2 separate regions of the Sus scrofa genome follow, and region 2 is linked to region 1. The links are chromatin contacts, called in public HiChIP or PLAC-seq maps. All regions are on one chromosome and are shown on one strand. The core of a region is the stretch at or near the end of the contact, and the rest is flanking DNA. Distances in the headings are between cores, read along the strand shown. Region 1 overlaps NFIA (nuclear factor 1 A-type). Region 2 overlaps NFIA (nuclear factor 1 A-type).

Region 1 (6,330 bases), core at 2,227-4,726:
GGCTGCTGTAATGCCTACATTTAGTCTTTGTCACCATCAGTGTCCTGAGGTCTGGGAGTTTGTATGCGACGGCCCACACTGCTCAGAACATCCCCAGAAGCATACCCCACCTCCACTCTCTCTGTGTCCCTTTAAGGTCTTAAAGCCCAAGGCCTAGCAGTTCCCAACTTGACTAGGCTTCTGTTCAGTCCACCATAGCATGGTTGCCAAGGGATTTCTCCACCTGCCTTCAAGATTGCCTGGGGGTGGGGCCAGACCACATACTGAATCTGCAGCGGGCCCTGGTCTGTTTCCTGGCCCGTTTAGAGAGCTGTGTTGCTGATGCCTGGCATCGTGAGCGTCCTTCGGCTCTTGAATGCTTTTCGATTCTGCACACTGCTGTGTAATCGCTCTAGGACGCACTCACACATGGCCTCGTGCTGACTGAAACTGTTTGGCAAGAGTGGGACTGGGCTGTGTCAGCTAAACCATGGCTTCAGGCCAAACTGCCATCCAGAGCCCCCTCCCTCCTGCAGATCTTTAATCCAGGGTTGTTGGGGTCTGTGTCTCAAGATCGCCTTGGCCACCCAGGGCAGGATCCCCCAGCTCGTGTTTCCTCACCCTCACATCTTTCTGAAAGACGTAAGCTCAGGCCACATGATGGAGTCAAAATCCTTAACCTCCTTTGCAGTGCTGCTCCCTTCCCCACAGCAGAAGAGCTAAGCATCCATTTCAGAGGTGTAGTGGACACTTTTTCCAGATAAGTGAGCTGGGTGCCTTCTGCAGCCTTGGGATAGAAATAAGCTAAGTGGCCTCTCAGTTGATTAAGTGCGTGATGTGAGCCCTGGTAGGAGCATGATGCAACATTAATATGAAAAATGACCGTAGCCAGCGTTTATCAAGCTTTACCAAGTACCAGGCATTGTGCTAGGCACCTTGTAAACATGACCTCGCTCAGTCTTCTGGACTGCTGTCATTGTCCCTTTTTATAGATAAAGGACATGGTGATGCACAAAGTTGAGAAATTTGCGCTTTTCACTTTGCAATACTCAGCTAGCTCACTGCAGAGGGTTTTGTCATGACCTCTCCTATAACTAAGTGCATTATAGAACTAAGTCCAAAGTTTCTGCCTTTTTATTAAATTAGCATTTCTTGTTAGAGTTGATAAACCTTCTGATTATTAATTTGTGTAGTAAAAAAAGTAAAATGATTTTCAGATAAACCAAAACAAGCAAAATACTTAATTACAACAGTTTTTCCTGAATTTGTTTTCAGGTTTGATTTTTTTTTTAATGAATAGGCTTTTTTTTTTTTTTTTTAAGGGAAGTTTAGGTTTATAGTTAGAGGTTAACAGAAAGTACAGAATTTCAATATAGCCACTGCTCCTCAGTTTCCCCTATTACTAACATGTTTTGTTAGTGTGGTATGTTTATTACAATGGATGAGCTGATATTGATACATTATTATTACCTAAAGTCTGTAGTTTTCGTTAGGGGTCATTCTTTGTGCTGTATAATCTCTGGGTTTTGAAGAATGGATCTAATGATTGCAGTACCATGCGGAATAGTCTCATTTCCTTAAAAACCACCTGTCTTCCCGCTAGCCATCTTCCCACCCTCCCAACCCATGATCTTTCTCTAATTTAGCCTCTTACCGGGATGTTTCTAAGGGTCTCAATGTCATAGAGTTTCTTCCACTTCGTCACAGATTTCTCCTTAACTTCCTCTTAACCTATGCCAGTTCCACCCACTTCCCCCCAGTCACACCGACCTGACCACATACACGGCCCGGAAATTTCACACTAAAGGTGGCCTTAGCTTGAAAATCCTCCCTCTTTCTGGATCTTTCCAATTCAGTTTTTAAATTTGCGAATGTAAATATTGACTTTCCCCAGGTTTCCAGTTAGTTTCTGTTTTTAGTTTTCCTCCTTTTAACTTTAATAGAGGAGGGAGATGCTATTTCGGTATTTCCTCATGAGGATTTACTGAAATAACTATGTGCTAAGTTTGTTGTTTATAATCGTGTTACTAAAGGGTGGCAGTGGCAGAGAAACTCAAGAGAAAGCTGCCGGCTTAGCCTCACACGTTGAGACGTGAGGGTCAAGCGACAAGGTGGCCTGACATTAAATGATCCTGCTCGGATGCGCGGGGGCTGTGGGAAATCAGGGGCTCCTGCTGCCGGCTCCCACCACTTGTTCCCCTCTCACCCTTGCCTCCTGCCTAGCCACCTTTTAATTTTTTGCATCATCCAGAGTCGATGAAAGGCAAGAAAGGAGAGTTCTGTTTCACTTAGCAGCAAAGAGAATACTGTACAGCATAAAAGCAAACATATTCATTCTCCTCCTACCTTTTCCCGCATGTGCTAGGACCATCTGAAAATAGTTCTGGTTATTTATCACTTTGTGCCGGGGGAGGCAGGGCGAAATGCAGACCACGAGACACCGCGCCAGAGAGAAAGAGAGACGTCTCTGCTCTGGGGGAGGGGGTTTACAAGTGCTAACAATGAAGTTCAGAATCGCTAAAGTTGTTTTAGCATAATACTCTGGGGAAAGAGACAGGAACCATCTGTTGAAATGGCTCTTACATGATGCTGCATTTTCAAACAAAGCCTTCTAGAAGCATTTTCAGATGGGTCTCTTTCCTATGAAGTTGCTGCAAAGAGAGCCCACTCTACTGGCTGCTACATGACGCCGCTTAGCTAGCTCTCTGTCAGCCCCCACGCTTGTTTATTTTGTACCAGTGTTTTCCTCGGAGTGTGTGCTTTGAGGCTGTCAAATATCCTTCCTGGGAGAAACCCAGAAAATCCTTCTGAAAAAAATCCAGTACTTCTGCCCATTTCCTTCTAAAGTGCTGACTCTTTGACTTGAAGTTGGTGGAGTGACTCCGAAACCTTAAATACTTCACTGGGAAAGAGGAAAACCGCAAATACACACAGGCCATTGTGACTCTGGCCTGGCGGGTTCTAATTTTCTGGCAGTGGTTTGTACCCCCAAGTCGGCTGCAAGGGTTAAGTAAACTTCGTGGCTGGGGATGACTTCATGGCCCTGGAATTTTGAAAAGCCAGGGTTCTCAGTACGCTGTGGCCAGCCTTAGAGTCTTTGGGTGTGAAAAGCACTCTCAGTTACCCAGACTGATTTTGGGTTCCTGTTGCAGTGCTGCAGAATCTATTAAAATCCAGCAGCTGAATTGTCCTGGCTCTGCCACAAAGCTAAGCTGCTGGGTGGCTACAGGATTCCCGAGCTGTTTGTCAATGGAGAGTGGGAGTGAATGGAGCCAGGCGTATGCCTCAGCCTGGCATGAGGTGGCACCCTAGTGGCTGTTTTCTGCCTTAGAAACGTGCGCTCTGTGTTCTCACACGGGAATCCCAAGATCTCAATCGTAGTTCATTTTTAAAGTTTTCTTTTAAGGCTCTAGGTCCTTTGCGTGTCTTTGGGGACACATTTCCACACCCTAGGGTTTTCTGGCCACCAGTTTAGCAGGGGCTGTTGGCAATATTCTAACCTGCCTGGATGGAGCTTCTACAACAGTTAACTCGGCTCCAAGGTACAATAAGGAAATGAAGCCCTTTGACAGAACAAGCCCAAACTTGAAAATTACAAAATGTTCTTGCAAAGACGGACTCAAAGGAAATTGGTGTAGGATAAGAGATTCTGGATGTCCCAGTCCTTTGGGATGCCATTTAAAGATGTGCAGGATTTTAGGTCTTTGCTAAAGTAGAGCAGATTTGAAACTTTCTTTTCTAAACAAGTGGCCCATTGGTTCACCTCTGATCATGGCCTGGAAATTATTTTTTAAACTAAGGCTGTATTCTTATGCAACCTCTTCTTTCTAAAAGAAACCACTTGGGCTTGAGCATTAAAGGAAGAAACAAAAAGATTATAATAAAAAATAGACTGCAGCCCTAGCATGAACAGTGGCTGTGACCTTGCCTTTTGTTTGCCATTACACAATTCAATGGCAGTCCACTCCAACTATGCTCTCGATCAATATCCTATTAAAGCAGCACAAAAAGTCTCCATAAACTTAGTGGTTAGCTATGTTTATAAATGGAACTCGGCATAATTAGATGGTCAATAGCAGGCTCTACTAGTAATTTTAAAATGAGCATCACACATTTTCTATCTGTAGAAGTCAATGGCACCTATTCCAGAGTAAGGCTTTGGTGTGAAGCAGACAAAAGAGTAGGAATCTCTTTTAAAAATCATAATGCCGATCTCTAAAATGCAGTTTTTCCAGAAAATCTGTTAGTTTATGGAATAGAAAATACTGACGGGCCCTATATATTTTTTCATTTTGCCTAAGCCACCTTATTCTAAATATATGATGACATTGCAAGTGTTTTTATTTTCTAGTTTTAATCAACCCCTCATAGATAAAATAATAAATATTGCCATACTCGTAGGAAGAAAAATATCAGTCTGGCCAGCTTAATTTAGTGGGTTTCCTCTACTATAATTCAATAAATTTTCAAAATAAATACTGAAATTGAATTAGTTCAGAAGGATGTTTTGTTATATAATTTTCTTCTTTTAATTTTCTTTGACATATTTGGGGTGAATATTTGGACAGCAAAGCTGGCAACAAATAGAATGAACTGGCAGTGATAGAAATTTTTGTCAAATGACTCCCTTCTGAATCCCAGCTCACAGTATGTGTGGCCAAACATGGGTTTTTTTTTTTTTTTTCTTTTTTATTTGTCCTACTCTCCTCACCCACTAGAGAAAGAATCACATAAAGTAAAAGGTGTCCCTCCCTTTCCTACGAATTGAAATGTGCATATATACCGTGTTTGGCGTATGTCCTGGCAGTGGTATGACCACCGTGTCGGCTAAAATTAGAGCCACAGTAAGCACAAGCTTCACATTAGCAGACCCATCAGTCAGTGCTAAATGCATGAAGTCCCATCCTTTATTTTTTTAATTTATAGTTGGTTTGCAGTATGTCAATTTCTGCTGTACAGCAAAGTGACTCAGTTTCATATATATATATAATATGTAATATATATATATACACACACACACACACATATATACACTTTTTAATCGTCTTTTCCATCATGGTCTTTCCCAGGAGATTGGATATAGTTCCCTGTGCTGTACAGTAGGACCCTGTTGTCTCGCCAATCTAAATGTAATTGTTTGCATCTACTCACCCCAAACCCCTTTCTGTTGTACTCGTACACCTACAGCCTTCCTGGTTAGAGTTAGCAGTGAGTTTTCATGGCAAGATTTAGAGGACCTCTTGTTTTCTTTCCTTAGCTAAAGCTCCTGCTAAATTTACTTCTTTATCATAAAGATTTGATTCCAGGAGGAGCAAAACACCTAACACCTTGATGTACATGCCCTTTTGTTATCATGATCTCTTTTCATATATTCATCTGTTTTTAATCTTTTCTAGGTAATTCTTTCTATGTATAATATATAATACCTACATGCAAGATGGCATCATGGTATCATAAAATAGTCCAGGATAATAGAGCTGGGCATCTGCTCTGCCAGGTGACTTTGGGAAAGGTTTACCCCCTGCCCAGCTTCGTTTTCCTTATAGGTACCCATCATTTATTTAGTCAGCAAAGATTTCTTTTTATTTCTTTCTTTCTTTATTTTTTATTTTATTTTCCCACTGTATAGCAAGGGGATCAAGTTATCCTTACATGTATACATTACATTTACATTTTTCTCCCCCCACCCTTTGTTCTGTTGCAATCTGAGTATCTAGACATAGTTCTCAGTGCTACTCAGCAGGATCTCCTTGTAAATCTATTCTAAGTTGTGTCTGATAACCCCAACCTCCCGATCCCTCCCACTCCCTCCCCCTCCCATCAGGCAGCCACAAGTCTCTTCTCCAAGTCCATGATTTTCTTTTCTGTGGAGAGGTTCATTTGTGCTGGATATTAGATTCCAGTTATAGGTGATAGCATATGGTATTTGTCTTTGTCTTTCTGACTCATTTCACTGAGTATGAGAGTCTCTAGTTCCATCCATGTTGCCGCAAATGGCACTATGTCATTCTTTTTTCTGGCTGAGTAGTATTCCATTGTGTATCTATACCACATCTTCCTAATTCAATCCTCTGTTGATGGACATTTGGGTTGTTTCCATGTCCTGGCTATTGCGAATAGTGCTGCAATGAACATGCGGGTGCATGTGTCTCCTTTAAGGAGAGTTTTGTCCGGATAGATGCCCAAGAGTGGGATTGCGGGGTCATATGGAAGTTCTGTGTATAGATTTCTAAGGTATCTCCAAACCGTTCTCCATAGTGGCTGCACCAGTTTAAACCATTCCCACCAACAGTGCAGGGGGGTTCCCTTTTCTCCACACCCCCTCTAGCCCTTGTTATTGGTGGACTTATT
Region 2 (6,330 bases), core at 1,962-4,461, 220 kb before region 1:
TAACTCTTGTGATATTTCTTGCTAAATTTTTGCATCTATTCAGACTAAAACTCTGGAAAGTTAAAAAAAAACTTTAAGTTTGAAGGTTTGAGCCATTAATTGTTACTGACAGTCTTTATTGTGGAAGTGTGTATTCATTAATGTTTGCTTGCCTCATTTTTGAGGAAGAAAGGTGTATGATGAGAGTGTATACAATTTCAGTGAAAAATTAGTGCTCATATAGTGAGTTTATAGATGGTAAGTAGATTTTTGTGATTAATGCCTTTGAATGTTAACAACTTTGCCTCTGCTCCCTTTGTTGGTGAACTTGTTGACTTTGCTAGTTTTAAAAATAAACTCTTGAAGGAAAAAGTTTACATCCAGAGATGGTTGGGTTGGTAGGATATACTCACATCTCAAAGGGAACCTGATCTTTGGAGAGACGGCATGTTTGGGTCATCAAGGCCAAGGAAAAGGAATTTCCCCCTCTACTTTAATTTCTTGGTTCGTATAGATCAAACCAGGATTCTTTAGGCTAAATCAGGTGGTATACCTTTGGCCATAGATTTGCTTTGGGCTTCGTAATATTTGTAATCCTGTGAGGTGACAGGATTGAATTCACTTAATTGTAGAGTTCTACACAGTGGCTGTACCAACATCCTAATAAAGTGATAAGGAATTCAATAAGTAATGCCAAGTGGGACAGTGCCCCACTCACATAAGCTTTTTACTAAACTTGATATATTCTTATGGCGCTTCTCCAGAACGTAGAAGAAACACATTTATCTAGGTGATTAGTATTCTTTCTGTCTGCCAGATTTAAGGATTGTTTGGAAATATTGTTAGAATCCAAATCAACGTTTGTTGCCACACAAGGTTGGGCATTCCAGGCAGACTCTGGTCGTTCATGGTGTTACTCCCATGTCCACTTGTTTCACATCTGCCATGACAGTGACAGTTTTCAGTAACAGAGCCTCCATCAACAGTGATCAGCCAGTCAGTAAGGCCTTTGGGAAACGTCATTTCTGGTCCCTTCTCAAAGGATGTTATTGAAGACATCTTTAAAAGTGATCAAGGTAACACCAGCTAGACCCCGTGCAGGTCATGTTTTTGAAGTTATTAACAGTCTGCACTTAAGTCCATTTTAAGCTGAAAAGTGGCTCGTGCACACACTTTTTAAACACTGTAGCCGGTTCTAAATTTAAGGAAAACGAAAACATTGGAAATGAACAGTCAAAGAAAGTTCTAGGGTAGAAGATGCTTTTTAAATTAACCACTCAAATCAGGTTTAAAACTTTAACATGGCAATGCTCGCATTTTGGGTTGTCTAATTAGTGACTTGTATTTTGTTAACCACGTCTCTTAGCTATAGTGCCAGGTTCCGTTTTTTAAAAAAAACTCAAATAAACTTAAAAGTATTAACAAATGGCAAGGTCTCACATCGACCTCCAGGACATTAGGAAATCAAATTTAAAGCGTTGCATTGTCTGTTACTCAATGCAGTGAACTGAGGACAGCGTGTGACTTGTGTACTGGGAATGACGCAATCGCTAAATATTCTGGTGTGAGTTAAGGTTGATTAAATGATCGTCTTTAACTCTGTTCTTCCCGGGGCTTTTTGAATCCTTGTTTTTCAGGTGATATATGCTGTATTATATTGATCTTTAAAAAGTGTTCTCTTTGGGGCAAGGAAACACGAAAGCTCTCTTGGATTCTGGATGGAAATTAGCAATCTTATGCTCAGAATGGAAAGGTCACAAACTGACCCTCCAAAAAAAAAAAAAAAAAAAAAAATCTGGGGAGTAAAACATAGAAGCAAGAAACCAGATATTGATCTACAAAGTTATAGATTTTTAAAAAACTCTTTAGCATTTTTTTCCCTGGAATTAATTTTCTGTGAAAACTAAGACATTTTTCTACTCATCTGGAATTAGTTTTTACCCCATTTGCAGGAAATGGTGAATATACATGCAACACAAATAGAGTTCGCTTTATGAGGCAAAGAATTTACACTCCATAGTAGCTGTGTACAATAAAAGATTCTTTCTGCTCTTCTTAAATAGCCTTGTGAAGGCAGTTATAGCAGTAGATAGCATCATTCAGGTAACTTTCAGTGATGTGATTCCCCCCCACACACACCATAAATCCAAAGAAAGAATTTTTGACCTAATCTTTTGGCAAATATTTTAGTGCTGTCTTTAGTTTATTGGTAAAATGCAATGTTCCCTGGCTGGGTCTTGGTAGTGATAGCATGTGGGGCTGGGGTAGGACTCCCTTTTCCATTTTCTTTTGATCTTAAAGTTACATAACTGTGCATTCAGCTCAACTTGTGTTAGTGCAGTAGGAAGATGTGTAGGTGGAAAGATATTCTAAAGGGAGGCTAAAGCTACCTTCCCTGTCAAGAAGAAATTCAAGTGAACAAATAAAAATAGACTCAAAGAGTCATAGAACATTATAGCTGTAAGGGACCTGAGGTTTCATTTAATCCAAATTTAAGCTTCAAGGTCCCAGATAAAATTTATATCTGTGCTTGTGAATAGGGCTTTTCCATATTTAAAAGTTAAATTTATTGTGTTCACTTATTTATCTTGATATGTTTGTGACCCTATTTTTTTTTTTTTTTTAATATGGCTAATAGGAACATTCTGTGTTATCACTTCCTTTTTTTTTTTTTTGGTCTGGAGGCTTGTATATGTCTTTTAGTTTGCTAGTATTTTCACATGTGCAGGCATACAAGAGAAAATGGCAATCTAGTATTGTAAAACAGAGAAAGAATGAATTATAGTGTAGGAAGAGAAGACTGGATTAATTGTGCTCTTAGCAGTCAGGTTGCCATAAGCGTCATATTTTAAAGTTTGAGACTACCTCGCGTGTATCCCAGAGTTTGTACAGGGCTGTTGGGCGTCTCCTTAGACATACAGTCTGCCTGCTCTTCAGGCCTAACATATAAAATGGATGTCATTTAACTGGCATCTAGAAAGCATCGGTAGCACTGCAGATTTTATCACTCATTCCAAACACGGGAATTGCAAAACACCTTTCTCTAAATATTTTCTCTTCATGGTGCAACTGGGGAGGGCCAAACTCCAGCCTTAAATAAAGTTTCAACCTGACTGGGTGACAGAAATGGCAGAATAATAAAACTTTCGGTCAAGAAACTGATGGCTAGGCTGTGTCTAGGATTAGACTGTGCTTTTGTTTCGGTTTCCTATGGGCTCCTTGTGTCTACTCAGTACCCGCCTCTGTGTAGCCAGGAGGAAGTGGAGATTGCACCTTGGGTTTCTTTTTCTAGAGATATTCCTCTTGGGACTCCTAGATCCTAATGAGTATTCTTTTGTTGATGATAATCTACTTAACTGATATCCTATCATCAGAATCCCTTGATGGAATTAGCTTTGCATTTTGCACAGTTCTTTCATCCTGGCTTCTACAAGTGCCTCCCTCCCTTAAATTATTGTTCTAATGGAAATTACATGTAAATATGTAAATTACTGTGTGGGAAGCCTGCATAGTAGGCTGTTTTTGATACCCAGTCCACCCTACTGGCGACTACTTTGTAGGAAGCTTCATAGAATAATGCAGAGGGTACGAAGAGACCTCTGCTATGATTTCTTTGGTTTATATATTTTGCATTGAAATGGTAGATCTTTTTTTTTTTTTTTTTTGGTTGGAATTTATTTGAGATGATTAAAGACATTTTGCAGAGTACTCAAATATAGGTGAAAGAATTTCAAGTTTGCTCATTTTGGCATAATTGTAAAACAAAAGTGTTACTGTTGGATCTGGGCATGTGATGGGTGAATGAGTGTTTCAATGAAATGACATAAGTCTGTATAATTTGGAGGGTAATGATGCCTTAGAACAAGAATAAATCTGGAGCGATGGAAAGGCTCCATATTCTAGATGAATGCATGCTTCCTCTTATGAGTCTGAAAAATAAAATTAAATTTTTATTTATACGAATCCACTGGGGACAAAAGCTCATGGACTGGGTTTATGATATATTTCAGAACAGGAATATTAGCCTTAACCTCTTTCCTCACATTGCATATGATATTTAATCCATCATCTTTGTTTTAAACAAACAATACGCAAGCTGTTGCTGGCATTGGTATAAAGCTGATGGTCCATCTGGAGAGCAGGAATATAGATCAGGAAAATAAGAGAATTGAAATTGGGTGCAAGGGCAGATTTGCATGTGTAAAACCTTTCTGTTTTTACCAGCTTTTTATCAAATTATTTAATACTAGGCAACACAGATTCCTTTTTCTTGAATCTGAGTGTCTTATTCGAAGAAGAGTTGCTTCTGGGCTGAAAGGAGGACAGTTGGGGTTTGAGAGACGGTAAAGTCCTAAGCCATTCCTCTCACCTTTTTTTTTGGCAGGGGGAGTCCCGGTGGAGAAGAGAGAGCCCCACTGGGGGATTTAGTTCCTGGTGTAGCCCTGTGATCCTTGGCCAGTCCTTTTAGCTTCTTGACCTTCAGTGTCCTTTGATCCCACTTAATTCATCAGCCATTGGTTGAGGCAACTGAGAATTTTCTGAGCTGACCATTATGCGAGGCATCAGGGACCCCTAGAGGAGAAAGACTGGGCCCTTCTCTCAAGAGGCTTCAGGTCTTGCAGTGGAGACGGGACCTCACAACTGCACAATGGCATCAGGGGCGTATAAGAGATGCCGGGTCGCAAAGGAAGGAAAATTCATTCTGTCCAGAACGGACAGGAAGATTTGAATTACGAATCCTTCCTAAAGGTTTTCTACTTCCGTTGGCCAAGGAGCAGACATTCCAGGTATCTGGATCGTGAGAGGTTCAGGACGAATTATCAACAAAGTTCTTTCCAGCACCACACGGGTGGTGTTATCAATGTGAAATTCTTTGAATAGCTTTCCTCTGATGAGGTACTTGCCAAAGAGTGTTTATTGTCATGGTTGAAAGAAAGTAATAATGAAAGAAACAATGATTTCTTTTGGTTATAAAATTGGGGCTGGATGGGAGGAGGCAGCCGGGGTTTTTTTTTTGTTTGTTTTTTTGCCCCCCCCCCCTTTTTAATTATCGCCCTGTTTGAAAGAGCAGGCTGCATGGAGGGTGGCACACACTCTGTGCAGAGACCTTCCTCCTTCCAGAGAGTGGCATGGATGGAGCGACTGTAACCTGGCCTCCCTCCACGGGAGGAGGGAATCCAGGTGGCCCCGCTCAGATGTGTGTGCACAGCAAGGCTTCTGAAATGACAGGAGCGCCCGGCGGCTTCCCAAGCAGCTGTGACTCTGGATCGCGCCCACCATCTCTGCTTCTCACCACCAGAGGAGTGAATCTCTGCTGCCTTAGGAGGCGCGGAGCCCGGGAATTTTCTTCCTTTTTTTTTTTTTAATGTTTCATTTTATTTTTAAATTCTTCAAGCAGCAGATGATGATTTCTTGACAAAAGAAAGATTCCCTCTTTTTAAAGAGGTCTTGTGTAAACTCACGGGTTAGGAAGAAAACCAGAACCCCTCCTTTTTTGTTGTTGTTTATGCGCGGCCAATAATTTATTCACATGTGACATTTGAGCTGGCATTTTTTTTTCTCCCCCTCCTAAGAGGACAGTAGCTTCCGCTGTTGTTGTGTCCTAAAGCAAAGTCAGAATAGCCCTTCGCTTTTGTCCCCCTTGGTAGGTATATTTTAGCCTCTGGCCTTTTTTCATTTAGACCTTATGCTGTTTCCTAACCCTCAGACTGTTTTTGAAAGGCTTTGATTAAAATATGCTGATAACAGAATTTGATAACCAAGTTAGGAACGACAAGGCTATCTGGAGAAGACCGAATGATTTGGCAGCCTAACAAATTCTATTCAGAGCACACAAAGAGATCCTGGAACCTTTTACAGGGACTCGTGTTTGGGGAATGGTATGAACTCAGGTTACCTGCAGAATATGGTGTCATATGGAAACATTTAAGAGCTTATGGAAAATTCTTTGAAATAAAGTGGAATGAGCCAGCAAGCATAGAATACCGAAGAAGAAAAATAAGAGCATTCATTCTGATTTTCAGGTGGCTGCTCAAGGAGGGGAGAAGGACGAAAGTAAATCATTGTCAACATCCTACGCCTCACGTAGAAGAGCTATCGCCTCAGAATAGCTGTGCTAACCAAATCCTAGACTTAAAAGGATCTTAGAGGCCATTGCGTCCCACAGCCTTGCTCTGTTAGAAACTCCCGTGTGATGCCCCCAACAGCCTCTGCGTAAATACTTCCAGAGGGACGTGAGGGAGTGGGAGTGAAGGTGGCTGATGCTGAATACCTCCTCTCTCGAGATACTGCTCGGGCACGTGCTCACCATCTCCTGTTTAACTTACGTGTGGGTTTTATGACATACAGTTT

The links. HiChIP or PLAC-seq counts read pairs in DNA pulled down with a chosen protein or histone mark.
Region 2: an H3K27ac HiChIP or PLAC-seq map of alveolar macrophages shows a contact between it and region 1. The contact joins two enhancer-like sites. A contact is called at or near these places in 7 of 47 Hi-C or Micro-C datasets (fetal heart ventricle, heart right ventricle, liver and 1 more) and 2 of 2 datasets of contacts at active chromatin or transcription factors (alveolar macrophages and skeletal muscle).

The regions. Positions count from the first base shown.
Region 1 is chr6:150,960,852-150,967,181 of Sscrofa11.1, reverse strand. All of the region lies in intron 4 of NFIA (nuclear factor 1 A-type), which reads left to right. Among named protein-coding and RNA genes, the nearest start is that of NFIA, 270 kb to the left of the region's middle. Within about 2 kb of position 3,476, at least 48 of the 83 cell types and tissues checked have an H3K27ac peak or open chromatin away from gene starts, as enhancers often do. A contact at or near this core is called in alveolar macrophages, liver and skeletal muscle, where this site is marked.
Region 2 is chr6:151,177,947-151,184,276 of Sscrofa11.1, reverse strand. The region is part of intron 2 of NFIA (nuclear factor 1 A-type); the gene reads left to right. Among named protein-coding and RNA genes, the nearest start is that of NFIA, 49 kb to the left of the region's middle. Within about 2 kb of position 3,211, at least 14 of the 83 cell types and tissues checked have an H3K27ac peak or open chromatin away from gene starts, as enhancers often do. A contact at or near this core is called in alveolar macrophages, liver and skeletal muscle, where this site is marked.